2 separate regions of the Oryctolagus cuniculus genome follow, and region 2 is linked to region 1. A link is a contact called in public Hi-C data. All regions are on one chromosome and are shown on one strand. The core of a region is the stretch at or near the end of the contact, and the rest is flanking DNA. Distances in the headings are between cores, read along the strand shown.

Region 1 (4,268 bases), core at 1,632-4,131:
CTCCAGGGCTGGATCTCCCACTGTCACCATGCAAGTAGGATTTTGCCTAGAGGATTAAGAATAATTCACTATTTATTCTAGAAAATTTACAATTGCAACATACAACAAAATTACAGTTTTGACAATATTTCACAAGCTAGATTTATGACCTAAGTCAGACAATATAGACAGGCCCTGCAAGGGCTCAGCTTTCTAAATTTTTAAAATTTTGCTTACAGTTATCATTACAGAGAAATTACTATATTCCGGCCAACAAATTAAATTCTCTCAGAAAAAATACATTTCATCTGACTTTAATTTACCAAAGAAAACATTGATTCGGAAGATTTTGCAATTTTAATAAAATTTATCAAGATGAAAACAGGTTCATGAATATTCCACTAGCATCTGCACAACTATGATTCTGTAAGCTTCAAAAATGTTGTCGATTTTGCATTGTGGCCTCGAGGAGACAACGTGTCTTGGCTTTGTAGCACGGAACGGAATGGCACATCACATCATCTTGATTGTGAAAATTTTACCCAGAGATAATTGTTCAGTACTTTTAATACCTCTTATCTCTATAGCCAGGGTCTGCTAATGAAAATAATTAGACAAGCAGGTAATTATGGTAAGATTAAGACAGTCAACACAGACATAGTCTTACTAAATGAACAGTGACTGATAGCATTTTGCAAGGGTTAACAAATATTGAATTTGTAATATTCCATCATTACCTCACTTTTCATGTTACTAAATAATAAAATGGGGTCTGGTTGATTACAGACATTAGAGAAGATGAAAAATAATAACCTTCATTAAATGCTGTAACCTGGAAAGAAGCTCATGTGTTCTCAATCCTTTTCTTCTCATTCTTTAAGATTCAGCTCTACTATACCCCTTAAAAAGAACACTTAGCTTTTAACAATATAAAATATGTACATTTTGTGTAAATATCATCAGCTGTCTTACCACTCAAGTCCCACTAAAGCTATTATTTAGGATTTTCTTCTTACACCTTTTCCAATGTACTAGTTTCACTTTAAATATATTGTCTTTTCCCTTTTATCACTTTATATGGTAATATGTTTAGTTTTTTAAAACTATTTTAAATAGTTCCATAGATTTTAATTATAATAACCTTTGGGCTATTTAATTATATACCCGAATTTGGACATTCACAATGTTTTCCACCTTTTATTGTTATAAACACCCTAAAGTTGATTACCCAGATGTAAAGGGCTTTCTTCTATGTTTTGGGTAGTTTCCTTGAATTAATCCCCCAAAAGAAAATAGGTAATTTTTAATTATTAGTAATTTTCAGCATTTTAACATACTTCCAGACTCTACAGAAAGAACCTGGATATATTCTAAGTATGTAAGCTTCTCTTCCTCGTCATCATGTTTAATAATGAAAGCAAAATGTGCTGAATTGCTAACGGCTCTTTTCCATGAGGGCACACTGCTCACAGCAGTTACAGCATTTCAAAAGCTGTAGTCTATGCAAATATTGACATGAACATTTGGACCTGCCTCTCACTGAGAAGCAGGCACGTGGGAGATGATACGGATGCTTTCAGTCCTTACCCTCCAGAAAGCAAAGCTGTTCACAAAGACAGGACCTCCTGGAAAGCTGTGTCCACTCGGCCTGAGGAAGACCACCTAGTGGTTCTGGACTCACTATCCATGCAATGAGCTGAGATGTGGACCTAGCCGGGGGTGCTATATAAGTGGAAATGCTCACAGAGAAGTTGTATGGGAGTTTTTCTTTTTTTCTTATAAACTGCATTTATTTACTTCATTCTTGGGCCTTTTCATCATTTTATGTTAGATATTTCAAAGAGTGAGAAAAAAAGGTGACAGAAGGAACAGGTTAAAAAAAAAAAAGCTAAGTGACCTTTCAGATCAGGGACTGTCCTGCAAAGGTACAATGATCTGGGAGACAAAGCTAAGGTCCAAGACCATGTAAGGCCCGGCCTGTCAATCTCAGACTTGAACTCTGCTCTCTGGTCACTTCGCATACCAGCACTGGTCTCTGTTTCTGCAGCTCTCCTCCCTGGTCTTCTCCCTCACCATGTGCTGCACGTGTGGGCTGCACTCTCCGTGGACCACAAGGGAACTGTGATCCTCACGTGACAACATAAGTAATCCCCAAAGGAGTGCTGGACCTTTGCCTTGAAGAAAAGAACGGTGTGCTACAAGAAAGAGGCAGTTGGAAAATATTTGAACAAATTCACAGATTTTTTTTTTGAGAGTCAGAGGCTGGGCTATGTCTGTGTTTTCCTATGGACAAAAGTGAATCAACATCACTATTGAGCCTTCTGATGGAAAAGGCTTGCTGGTATGAAATAGGAGCCTCAGGAGACAGGTGTCAGTGGATAATGTAACTTACTAGAAATGAATGAGATGTTTTGTGACTACCTAAGTGGAAGGAGGTCAATTCAACCCATTATACATTCTAATTCTATGATGCAGTAGGAAGTAGGGACCTACTGCATTTTAACTGCTACCAACGCAGGATAGGTCTGGAAATCAGCAACGTGACCCACAATGACTGCTAATTCAGGTGGACTTTCTAAATGAGCCGAAAAGATTCTTCTGAAAAGACCTCCAAAAAGGGAACACATCCCCGATATTGGAGTCTGCTTTGCTGTCCTCTCTGGACTCAGTGAAAGGAATTCATGCAGGGTAAGTATGTTTAGCTCTTGGGCCTGTTCCCAGGTTGTGAGACGTTTAGCAAAAATCCAGAGTTATTATTAGACCTAAATGGATGATTTTGTCAAAAGGCCTCTTGAACTGTTAGGAAATCAGAGTGCAAATTGATAATGACACACAAAGCATCTCTGGCCTGGCAGTTCCCTGAAGGCTGCTGAGATACCCCAGAAAGGACTTCATGGCCTCACGCCAACAGCATGTTGCTCAACACTTGTCCTCTCCTAAGTTAGCTTGACAACGGCATTCTTCCCCTCCTTGCAAGAAGCAGAAGGAGACGGATTAAAGAGGATGTTTGAGCTGAGACTATTAATTTCCTTGCAGTGTGTATTCAAGTCAGATCCCTTTAGAAGAGCCTTTTGTGGTTTCATAAAATTACAACTTTGGCTCCTCGGCTGCCTTTTCCAAGGCACAAATTTGGCTTCTAAAGAAAACGTACTTCATAGAAAGGGAAGAAATGAGTATGTAGTTATCTTAAATATATTCATTTTATATAATAGTTCTGTTATGCAAAGAAACAATTACGGTATTAACTACTTATTAATAAAAAGAAATCATAAAACCTCGTCTTAATACAACTTATAAGGCTTCTTTGATATTTATTTGGAAAAAAGTTAATAGAATAGATTTTCCCCCAGCAATTTACGAGTGCTTAAAATGCGTTTTTAAGTTGTCAGGCTTAAAAGTAAATGTCCCTCCCTTTTCTAAGATTATTGCAATGCCTTTTACATTTTTCAGAGGCTAGGTTGAGACACTGAGCCACTTGTGAAGTTCAGATGTCTTCCAGGGAAATAGGAGAGTGGGTTGCTCCACCTCCTTGTCTTACACTCCTGACCTCTTCACAGGTGCTTTTTTGTTATGAGCATGGGATTGTGGCTCACTAGATGAGACAAGGTTATTTGAACTTCTTTGTAGGTCCTACTTCTGCTAACACAGTACCTCACACGAGGCAGGAAGTCCCTTGTATTGAACAAATCCTTAAACATAAAGCTTAGAAAAGGAGAGAGTCCTACTTTTTCTGCTTGGTGGAACCGCCAGACCTTTGGTTAAGGTGTGCTGGCAGAAAACTAAGCACAGTTTCACTTTCAATATGAAAAGACATCCGGGGTTTCTGCTGTCACATCAAATGTTTGGGGATGGACTTCCGACCGACATGGTGGGCACTGTGAGATGTTACCGGGGAGCTAAGTAGCAGCCCACAAACTTCAGTGCTAGTCTACTGCTGTGTGCCCATTTTAATGCACTGGGTTTTCTTGCCCCTTGCTGAGATCAATGATTTTCAATGTGGCTGTGTCTCAGAACCACTGATGAAGACTTTTAAAATACACACCTCCAGGTCTCACCTTTGATTCATTAATTCAGGATTCTCTAATGAGTGTGGCCCAGTTCTGCATTTAAAAAATATTCTCAAGGCAATGCCCAAGGGAAGCCGAGCTGCAACCACTGCTCTGTATCTGCTATTCTCTGATTTGCACGTGCTTTATGTGCTGTGGGAACCTGTGGACATGCAACTTTTGATGCAGCTGGTCTGCAGTGAGGCTGCTGTGCTTCTGTATCTGTAACAAGTTTTCCGGGCA
Region 2 (3,890 bases), core at 978-3,477, 190 kb before region 1:
CTTGCCTACACGTCCCACCATCAACACACACCTTGCCCCGTCAGCTTAGAGCTTAGCCCTTGGAGCCCCAGGGATTGGCAGGTAGAACCACCCCGGGGACAATTTAGCTGCCTTTTTGTTTTTGACCCTGCAGGATGCCTGGCTTGTGTGTGTCTGTGTCTTTGTGTGCACCCACCGGGCACCAGACAAGAGGCTGAAGAGGGGAAGTACAGTAGAGCGCATTGCTACCCAGAATTGGACATAGATCAAGAATCCATTGTCATTTAATTTTAGATTTGCTCTCTGTTGTTTTTCCTGGGGGGGAGAGTGGGGGTCGGGGGTGGGGAGCCAGGACTCCTGCTGTCTTTGAAACAGGCTCAGTGCACAGCTGTACTACAAATAATGCATCACACTCTTACCATGAGCCACAGACTGCTTTGTGAACTTGTCTTATTTCATACTGGACTGGAGTATTTCATTGCAAAAATTGGGTTTGGTGTAGCTCTCCGGTCGGTTTTGTGATTGTCCGACTCAGACCTTAGGGAGAAACCGGAGCCGCTTTAAATATTGCTTTTTGCTTGGACTGAGCCTGCGGTATTTTGCATCTTTTCTGAGTTATTGAGACCCACAGCAACTGTGCCCATTTGACCAAAATTTAGTAGGCAGTTCAGAGCTGGACTGGATTCTCAGAAGTCCTGCAAGGTTGCACAATAGGACAGTCATCCTTTGAAATGAATGAATTCCACAGAGCTGCTGCCTCCAATGAAATATGCACAATCACCCAGCAGTGAGTGTTTTCACTCCTTTTGCTCAACTTCAGTGCAGCATTTTAATATTTTTCAAAGGCTGAGGATGCTTTTAAGTAGAGAGACTCTGGAGCCAGATTCTGCGCGAGCATCTTGCTGCTACTTCTTTGTTTAAAATCGGAGATGACTCTGGCCTCTGCTCTCTTTTTCTCCCGTCAGACTCTTCAAGACATATTTCACTGCGGGCTGACCTTACAGGGTCAACTGCAGACCTGCTCTCTGGCCTGAAACTGTACTTAATCTGCTGCTTTAGTTATTGCAAAGATGGAATCAGCCCCTCACCAATTACAGTGCGACTGCGAGTGGATTTAAGTGCAGTATCATTGTTGTGCTTGACAGAGGTCATCCCTTTAAGATACAGCGGTTTCTGTATTCTGCCTTTTTACCAGAGGTGACGTGAGGGACTTCTTACACAAGCACAGTTGGATATAGCCTAGGAAGCTCCCAGTGAGTCTTCTAAGACTATTCTGTGAACTACCGCTACTGAGAGAGATGCCCTGAGCTCTTGGTTGACTTCAAGGCTCAGTGAAATGGACACATGAATCAAGTTCCTTTTGATGTCTTGGACTGTAGGGTTCCTGTTTCCTAGGGCTGTGCTGACCCAACGAAAAAAAAAAAGCTTTTACAAAAACAGATCAAAAGTCAAGATGCTATTTGTTACGAAGACTGCACAGGAAATTCTCCAGGACATCATTTGGAGGGAGTCAGATTCTGGGGTCCTTTAAATAAAATAGCCAAGCCTGTCTGTTGTCTCTGTGTGCCTGCTTTGCCTAGGCAAATGAGGGAAGGAGCTTCAGGAAGCCTGTGGCTACATCCTGTTCATGAAAATGCTGGTAGTTGCTGTGCAGATTGACATCATTACCTTCTTGGCAGAATGGGCGCCCCCACCCTTGGTTTTTTTTTTTTTTTTTTTTTTTTTTAACATTATTAACAATGGCCTCATCTGACTGCCTTAGTTAAACTGTCATGTTATATAACTGACGCTCCAAATTAAACGTTTTAAAGAAGCTGGCAACCAGGTGTCTGGCTTGATTTTGCGCTTGAAGGTGATGGTTTAAATACCAGTCCGAAACCCATAAATGCCTGGTACAGCTACCAATAAAAGTTTGTCACCTTCCCATCTGGGAAAACACATGCACTTGTTTTATTTTTCATACTCTGTCCACCATCTTGGAATCTGCTCTCTTGGACAGAAGGATATGGCTACGTCTGGAAGATGCCATGGACATGTTTGATTTTTCTGTTCTGTGTCCATTCAGGTTTTTTTGGAGTGGAGCAAGGGAACATGCTAGAAGTCCTGAGGAAGAAAAAAAAAAAAAGAAAATTACCCCCCCCCCCTTTTTTTAAATGCTCCTGGAACCAGCAAGTGTTATAAATTATCTGGCTTCGATGGGTACCAGCGACAGCACCGCAGCCGGGTGCTCTGGCTACACCGCCCCGTTATATAAGGCGGCGTGTTTACATCAGCGTCTGCAAGCTCTCTCAGACTGCTGAGGCTTCCCCAGGTTTCTGCTGCCGGCAGTCCGGGTATTACTATTGACTCAGGCATTTCAGAGTCCTCCTAATTGAACAGGCCTCTGAGGTCACCGCTCTTAGGTCATCGTTTGACAGTATCAGGGTGTGATTTGTGGTCCCAGGAGATGTCGAAGCATTCATTCTTAAATTCTAGGTTATAGTGGCAGCAGCTGCGCGGCTTTCCTGAGATGCCTCATTATGGTTCATTCACAACGTGACTGTTAACTTTGCTTTCTCGGCCCGACTTAGCACCAGCCCTCTTGAGGTTCTCATTATCTGTTTGACTCACAGATTTTTTTTTTTTTTTTTTTTTTGACGCTTAGAGTACCTTAATTCATGAATAGCTAAATGGCGCCCCTGTCTCTCCGTGGGCTTCTGAGGACCCTGTGGATCCTGTTCAAATGAAAGCAGTGCTGTGCTTGCGTCTCAGAGTGGGGCATCCCCAGTGGTGAGGCGACAGAGCTGTTAACAGATGGTCCTGCGGGGTCAGGACCCAGAAAGGATAACAGTGTCCTAAATCGGCATCTGCATTTTGTGAAGGGGACCAAGGTCAGTGACCCAAAGGGCTTTATTCATCCTGTGCAGATGATGGGTGGCCCAGCCCAGATCACAGCCTCCAGGTTGGTGATTTCTGGGCCAGCGTTTTCCCCAGCACACTGGAAAATGATGATGAAGCAAATGGTGTGCTAACAAATGCACCAGCGATTTAGCTCGGTGGCTGTGAACTGCTAACATGAGGTGCATCCTTAGGGGGCTGCCGCCGTGCGGACTGTCCAGAGTCGGACGTGACACCTGCCCCTCCTCGCGCAGGCACACGGTGAATGGGTTCAACCCTGCCTGGTGCAGATGGGGACCACACCCCCAGCCCACTGGCTGCTCCTGATTCAGTGGACGGCTGGAGATGGATGAAAGTTTTTCTTTCTAACCTCAAAACCTCTCTGTAGTGCTTGTATCTGTCAGGTCTTTCAAAAGGTATTGCTGGTAGGTTTTCTGGCAACTCCACAATGAGGTGGCATTTTCACAGGCTCAGGTTGATTCATAAAAATTAGTGAATAACTGGTTCATTGAGTCAGATAACTGTGGAGGGAAGGGAAGGAGCCAGTGTGCTTTCCAATTAAGAAAGCTTTTGGGGGCAGGTGTGGACGCATTGGTTAAGTAACTAACTGCTTGGGGCGCTGGTAGCCTGTATCCTAGTGCCTGGTTCAAGTCCCAGCTACCTCACTTCCATTGCCCCTTGCTGCTAATGTGCAGCCGGGGAGGAGGCAGATGATGGCTCAAGTACTTGGGTCCCTGCCACCAACGTGAGAGACCCAGATTGAGGTTCAGGCTCCTGGGTCTGGCTTTCCGCAACCCTGCTGTTTTCAGTATTTCGGGAGTACAGCAGTGGATGGAAGACCATTCTCTTTGTGTCTGTCTGTTTCCCTTTCAAATAAAATGAAAGTAAATAAAAATAAGATGCAGTAAAACAAAGGTGGCCTGTGTCCTATCCCCAGCTCCGCCACTGGGGGCTTGAGTTTCGGCTGACTCTCTGAGCCCAGTTTCCATATCTGTAAAATAAATGTATTGAATTCAGATAACCATTATGCAGAG

The links. Hi-C and Micro-C count contacts between places; a contact is called where the count stands out from the background.
Region 2: a Hi-C map of embryonic fibroblasts shows a contact between it and region 1, with 3 times the contacts expected there. The contact joins two enhancer-like sites. A contact is called at or near these places in 4 of 6 Hi-C or Micro-C datasets (ear pinna, embryonic fibroblasts, psoas muscle and 1 more).

Annotation. Positions count from the first base shown.
Region 1 is chr2:189,842,059-189,846,326 of mOryCun1.1, reverse strand. No RefSeq gene overlaps it. Among named protein-coding and RNA genes, the nearest start is that of TRIB2, 190 kb to the left of the region's middle. Within about 2 kb of position 2,881, at least 1 of the 8 cell types and tissues checked has an H3K27ac peak or open chromatin away from gene starts, as enhancers often do.
Region 2 is chr2:190,028,763-190,032,652 of mOryCun1.1, reverse strand. All of the region lies in intron 1 of TRIB2 (tribbles pseudokinase 2), which reads left to right. Among named protein-coding and RNA genes, the nearest start is that of TRIB2, 3.7 kb to the left of the region's middle. Within about 2 kb of position 2,227, at least 1 of the 8 cell types and tissues checked has an H3K27ac peak or open chromatin away from gene starts, as enhancers often do.